2 separate regions of the Sus scrofa genome follow, and region 2 is linked to region 1. A link is a contact called in public promoter capture Hi-C data. All regions are on one chromosome and are shown on one strand. The core of a region is the stretch at or near the end of the contact, and the rest is flanking DNA. Distances in the headings are between cores, read along the strand shown.

Region 1 (2,820 bases), core at 151-2,650:
AATATGAGCCATAGTGTAGAAAATAGTAAGAACCGACCCTGAACTGACGACGATGTTAGAATTAGCAGCCAAGGTCTATTATGTATGTAGCTGTATTTTATATGTTCAAAAAGTTAAGTATAGACAAGAAAGATAAAAAAAGGCCCACATAAAAATTTCCAGATATAAACTATAATATAGAAGATAAAGATTACAATGCATAGGATTGTAAGCACATTAGACATGTCAAAAAAAGGTGGAGTGGCTATATCAGAAAAAGCAGATTAAAAAGTGAAGACTATTACCAAACATTTATAATTTCATAATTAAAAAAGGACAACTCATTCAAAGGACATAAAAATCCTAAATATTTATGTCCCTAATAACTGAGCTCCAAAATATATAAAGCAAGAACGGACAGAACTGCAAGGAGAAATACAGAATAATTAATAATAATAAAAGCAGTGGAGAGAAAATCACTAAGGACTCTGGGGATTTGAATGACCCTATAAACCAACTTGATCTAATTGACAGTTACAGAACATTCCACCCAAAACAACAGATTCCACATTGTTTGCAAATGCACATGACATCTTTTATTAAGACACCATATTCTGGGTCATAAAAACAAGACTCAATACACTTAAGAGGGTTCAAATCATATAAGGTATGTTCTCTGACCTCAGTGGAATAAAAGAAGCCAAAATAACAGAACTATATCTGGAAACTCTCTGAACATGGGTTGACTAAATCACGCACCTATAAATAACCTATGGGTCAAAGGAGAAATCAAAAAGAAAATTAGAATGTGTTTTGAACTGAATGAAATGCAAACACAACCTACCAAAATGTGTGTGATTCCATCAAAGCAGTACAGAGGGGGAAATTTAGAGCACTGAGCATCTACATGAGAAAAGACCTATTGGAGTGGCAAGTAAGAAAGTGGCGAGTAAGGAAGCATTGGCTCTTCTCGGGCTGCCTTCCCTGTTCAGGCCCTGGCCCTGGGCTTTTGTGTGCACAGAGCAGCAGCCGCCGCTGCTCCTTGCGGGGCCGCCTGACCCCAGATGCTGTCAGGCTTGTCCGGTGTCCGCCGTTAACCTCGCCGCGCGGCGGCCGAAGAGCGGGGCCGGGCGGGGCCAGCGGGCCGGGCCGGGCCGAGCGGGCAGGAGCGCCCCCGGGGTGGGGTGGGGTGGAGGCGGGGAGTCCCGCGGGGGTGGGGGGAGGGCCAGGGCGCGGAGTCGCGGAGGTGGGGTCACTGGTGTTGGCTCCGGGTGGAGGCCGGCCGCGAGGGGAAGGAGGCCGTGGGGGCGGCTCAGCGGAAGCCGCTCGAGTTGCGGAGCCGCGGCAACTCCGGGGGCCGGGGCCAGGGCTTTCCGGGCTTTGGTAAAGCGGCCACGGGCCTCATCTTCCGGCGGTCGCCAGAGTTTGTAATGATTGTTGCTGCCGCCGCCGTCACTGCCCCGGTTGCCATCTCCTCCTCCTCTTCCTCCTGGGCCGGGCGGATCCCCTCCCCGCTACCGCCTCCTCTTGGGCTGGGTCCGTGCTGTCTCCTCCCCTGGCGGAGCCGCTCCTGCAGCCGCCTCCTCATTCATCCTCGTGCAACATAGGCGGCACAGGCGCCAGGATGTCCAACCCAAGTGGTCTGCTGGGAAGCAGTCGCACGGGGGGGGGGGGGGAGGGGGGAGGGGAAGCTGGTACACAGTCTCAGGCCGAATGCACAGCTAGAAGGTTGGCTTTCACAAGTACAGTCAACAAAAAGACCTGCTGCAGCCACTGCTGCACCCCATGCTGGATATTCCTACCGTGGGTCTCATGCTGCTCATGCTTCAAACAAGTGGATCCATCTATTTCCTGGAGCATTTTCATCCTTGGGCCTTCTCATCATGTGTCCCTTTCTCAATGTGCACTTTTCAGTGTGTGTGTGTGTGTGCATGACACCTCTGTATGATCTTGGTACTGACCAAAAGATTTACAGAGAACTATGGAAGAAAGGAATGTTTGAACGCATGTCTCTGCAGACAGATGAAGATGAACACAGTATTGAAATGCATTTGCCTTATGCAGCTAAAGCCATGGAAAGCCATGGATGAGTTTACCATTATTCCTGTGTTGGTTAGAGCTGACTGAGTCAAAAGAACAGGAATTCAGAAAACTCTTCAGTAAATATCTAGCGGATCCTAATAATCTCTTTGTGGTTTTTTTTTTCTGATTTCTGCCAGTGGGGGTCAAAGGTTCTGTTACAGTTACTATGATGAATCCTAGGGGGAGATTTATAGATCCTGTGAACATCTAGATAAAATGGGTATGAGTATTATAGAACAATTAGACCCTTTCACTTGAAGAAATACCATCATACTATAATGTGGAAGACATCCCATTTGGGTATTATTAAGTGCTATCACAGAGCTACAGAAGAATGAACATGAGCTTCTCCTTTTTGAATTATGCCCAGTCAAGCCAGTATAGAAACTGGCCAGACAGATCAGTGAGTTAAGTAGCTGGAGCAAAGCTCTGAATCCTCAGGGATGCCACCTGCACAGACTCATTCTCTGTCCAGGGCCCCAACTGAACCCTTACCAAGATACTGGTCCTGGTTCGGGGGAATTCTGAAACTCAAACTAATAGAATTTTCTTCTCTTCTTTTTTAGTAGGTATCCTTAATTTCAGCTCATTAAAACAGTGCTTTATAGTTTAGAGCAGTGGAAGGAAGGCTGGCCTCAAAATATTTTGATCAAAAAAGGCAATGTAAAGGACCAGTTGTGGCTGTCAGTTTTTTGAAAGTAACTTGTTCTCATTTGTTTGCTTGTTTTATTTTGTTTTTGTCTTTTTTAGGGCTGCACC
Region 2 (2,700 bases), core at 125-2,624, 410 kb after region 1:
GTGGGGAGGGGGGAGGGGTGGAGGCGGAGGGGTTGGGGGGGAAGGGGGAGGGAGGGGGAGGTGGTGACTCGAGCATTTAGACACAAGCGAGAGGATCATGGCGGATGGCCCCAGGTGTAAGCGCAGAAAGCAGGCGAACCCGCGGCGCAATAACGGTGAGTGGCGGAGGGGACCGGGGAGCAGCGGAGTCAGGGGGAGCCGGGCGGCCGGGGCGCCCCCGGGGGCGAGGGGGGCGAGCCGGGCTGGGGGTGGCCGGGCAGGGACGGGCCAAGTGGAGTGGGAAAGTAGAAAGTAGTGCTCTCTGCCCCCCTCCGCGGCCGCCGCCGCCGGAGCCGCGCCGCGGCCGCTCGCTCTCCCTGAACCGTTATGTCTCTTACCTGGTCTCTCCGCCTAGCGGCTCCTGCCGCCCCTGCCGCCTCCCTGGACCGTTAGCCGCCGCCGCTGCCGCATCTCCGGCGCAGGGCGGGCGGCCGGGACGCGGCCGCCACTTTTCTGGGCTCGGGGGGAGCGGCTGTTGCTTCTTTTCACACTTTTCCCCACTCCTGTGCCCCTCGGCGCCGCCGGCGTTGCGTCCCCGCGGCGCCGAGGCCCCGGGAACCAAGGAACTAACTTGTGCCGGCGCTGCCCGGGCGGAGTGGCTTCCGCGGCCCCGGCTGGCGCGGTCGCTCGGGCCCCACGGCTCGGCCGGGCGGGCAGGCGGGCGGCGGCGGGACGCGGCGGCCGCGGGCTGCGTGTCGCCCGTGCGCGCGTGTGCGCGGGCGGCGCGGAGCGCGCAGCGGGCGGACCCGGCAGGGCCGGCGGCGGTAAAGTTGGGACGGGCCGGCGAGGCGCGCTCGGCGCGGGACAGGGTTTCGCGGCGCGGAGTCGCGGGTCCCTAAGCGCCCCTCCTCCCGGGGCGCCCCCCGCCGCCGCCGCGCCCCAAGTGGGTCCGCGTACCGCTGGGCGCCGGCGGGGGCGCGGGCGGGCCCCGAGCAGCGGCCGTGGGAGCCGCGGGGGGCAGCGGGTTGGCAGAGTTGTTACCTGGTCCCAGGGACCGGGAAGCACCACAGACAGATCCCCTCCCGGGAGGACGCCACCTCCGTGCCGGGACGGGGTGCAGTGCGTGTGTCTCCGGGGTTCTCTTTCGGTTTGGGGGAAGTTGTTACCTGGCCCGGACGCGCGGAGCGCTGAAGCCGGATAATGGAGCTCAGAGGGCTCTGGGTCTCGGGTGGAAGGAGGGTGGGGGAGGGGGCGGACGGACTGACGGACGCGGGGCGCTGCTGCCCGCGCTGCAGCCGCAGTGTTTATTGATTAGTGCTGATGTGCCCGGACGCACTCCCCTCTGCCTGGCGTGAGAGTTTAAATAATATTATTATTATTAATAATAGCGAAAGAGAGCGAGACCCGAACATGTGGCGGTGGTGGTTGCACAGTCGCCTTTTCCAGTTTGGGGAGACGGTGTAAGTTGGTTGCCTATCTGCTTATCTCGAGGCGATGCTGTGCCCGCTGGCTCCGCAGCGAAATGTCTGCTGCTTGTTATTGTCTGGACAGTTCCTGTAGCGAGAGGGCCGCGACTTGTGCGCCGCCCGGTACCTGTTTGGAGAATAATGGGCGGCAACGGCCCTGCCGCCGGCTGCGGCCCGAGTCTATATAAGGAATTGGACGGACATTGCGGACTGAGGGGCTCCTTTGGACTCCTACGTTATTTTTAAAAGGAGTTTTTGCCAGTAGGAAAATAAAGGCGCCTGTAAGGGGCTAGCGGGGTCCTCCAGAAAATGAGGAAATACGGGTTTAAGTCAAAACTCTCTGGCGCTCGCCCCACCCCCATGCCCGGGCTCCCTTTCTCCCTCCCCTCCGGGATGCGAAACGCGAGGTTTTGTAACCTTTGCTGGCAATTTTAGATTTTGTGTGGGATTTCCTGTCTAGGAGCAGATAGGAAGGTTTAAAGCTGTTTCAAAGATGTTTCCTTCCGATCGTAAACGTATTTTGAATATATCCGAGCCGACATTAAAATCACTGCTTTCATGAAGGATTTTAGTTAGGCAAACACACATTTGCATTTTGAAGACGTCTGTTAGTTGTGATTGATAACTAATATTTGGTATCCTCATTGTGGAGAGATTACTTGTAACGACCAGGAGCGGAGCATAAGCTATTGCAATTTTAATTTCCTGTTTTAGCGTCAAATAGTGTGTGTGCAGTATTGAGCTGTTGGCTGCTGTTGCTGATGTGGCTTTATGAAAGGTAAGTTGGTTTGGAAAGGGCCGTTCGCGTTTTACCTTATTTAAAATGTTCGTCGCCAGAGAAAGGGGCTTTTCTTGTTGCTGACGACATGTGTGTGACATGTGAGTCTGAACCACCCAGCGTCTGTGCAGCTGCTGTAAACATGTTTACCTGAGCAGGAAAGAATGGATTTTTCTCCTAAAGATCGTGTGATAGGAATATTGCACTCATAAGGCATATCAACAGATGACTTAAGGGGGAAAATAGCGATCCGGAAAGGTACTTGAAATCAACAGGAAAAAGAGCTACTGGATCGCTGCAGCAAATGGCAACTTGTGCAGGTAGAAAAAAGATGGTGTTTAGTTTTCTCCTGCATGTATGTCAGCCCCCTCTTGTCTTGCTGCTTTCATTCTCAAGGGAGGGATTTATTTACCACGCTTGCTGTCAGTGTTTTTCCTTTGTGTTTAATATTAGAAAAACAGATTTGGGGCTGTTTAG

The links. Promoter capture Hi-C pulls out the DNA fragments that hold promoters and counts their contacts.
Region 2: a contact with region 1 is called in a promoter capture Hi-C map of fetal liver, with 4 times the contacts expected there. The contact joins the promoter of ZNF438 here to the enhancer-like site in region 1. A contact is called at or near these places in 2 of 5 promoter capture datasets (fetal liver and liver), 4 of 47 Hi-C or Micro-C datasets (embryonic fibroblasts, heart right ventricle, liver and 1 more) and 1 of 2 datasets of contacts at active chromatin or transcription factors (skeletal muscle).

Annotation. Positions count from the first base shown.
Region 1 is chr10:41,605,266-41,608,085 of Sscrofa11.1, forward strand. All of the region lies in intron 15 of ZNF438 (zinc finger protein 438), which reads right to left. It also overlaps the pseudogene LOC100519509. Among named protein-coding and RNA genes, the nearest start is that of ZEB1, 410 kb to the right of the region's middle. Within about 2 kb of position 1,401, at least 68 of the 83 cell types and tissues checked have an H3K27ac peak or open chromatin away from gene starts, as enhancers often do. A contact at or near this core is called in embryonic fibroblasts, fetal liver, liver and 1 more, where this site is marked.
Region 2 is chr10:42,013,017-42,015,716 of Sscrofa11.1, forward strand. ZNF438 (zinc finger protein 438) reads right to left here and starts at 1,375. Exons shown (of 19, transcript XM_021064197.1): 1 at 1,146-1,375. ZEB1 (zinc finger E-box-binding homeobox 1) reads left to right here and starts at 98. Exons shown (of 11, transcript XM_021064196.1): 1 at 98-155. The coding sequence starts at 98. LOC110255584 (a long non-coding RNA gene) reads left to right here and starts at 1,464. Exons shown (of 5, transcript XR_002336134.1): 1 at 1,464-2,223.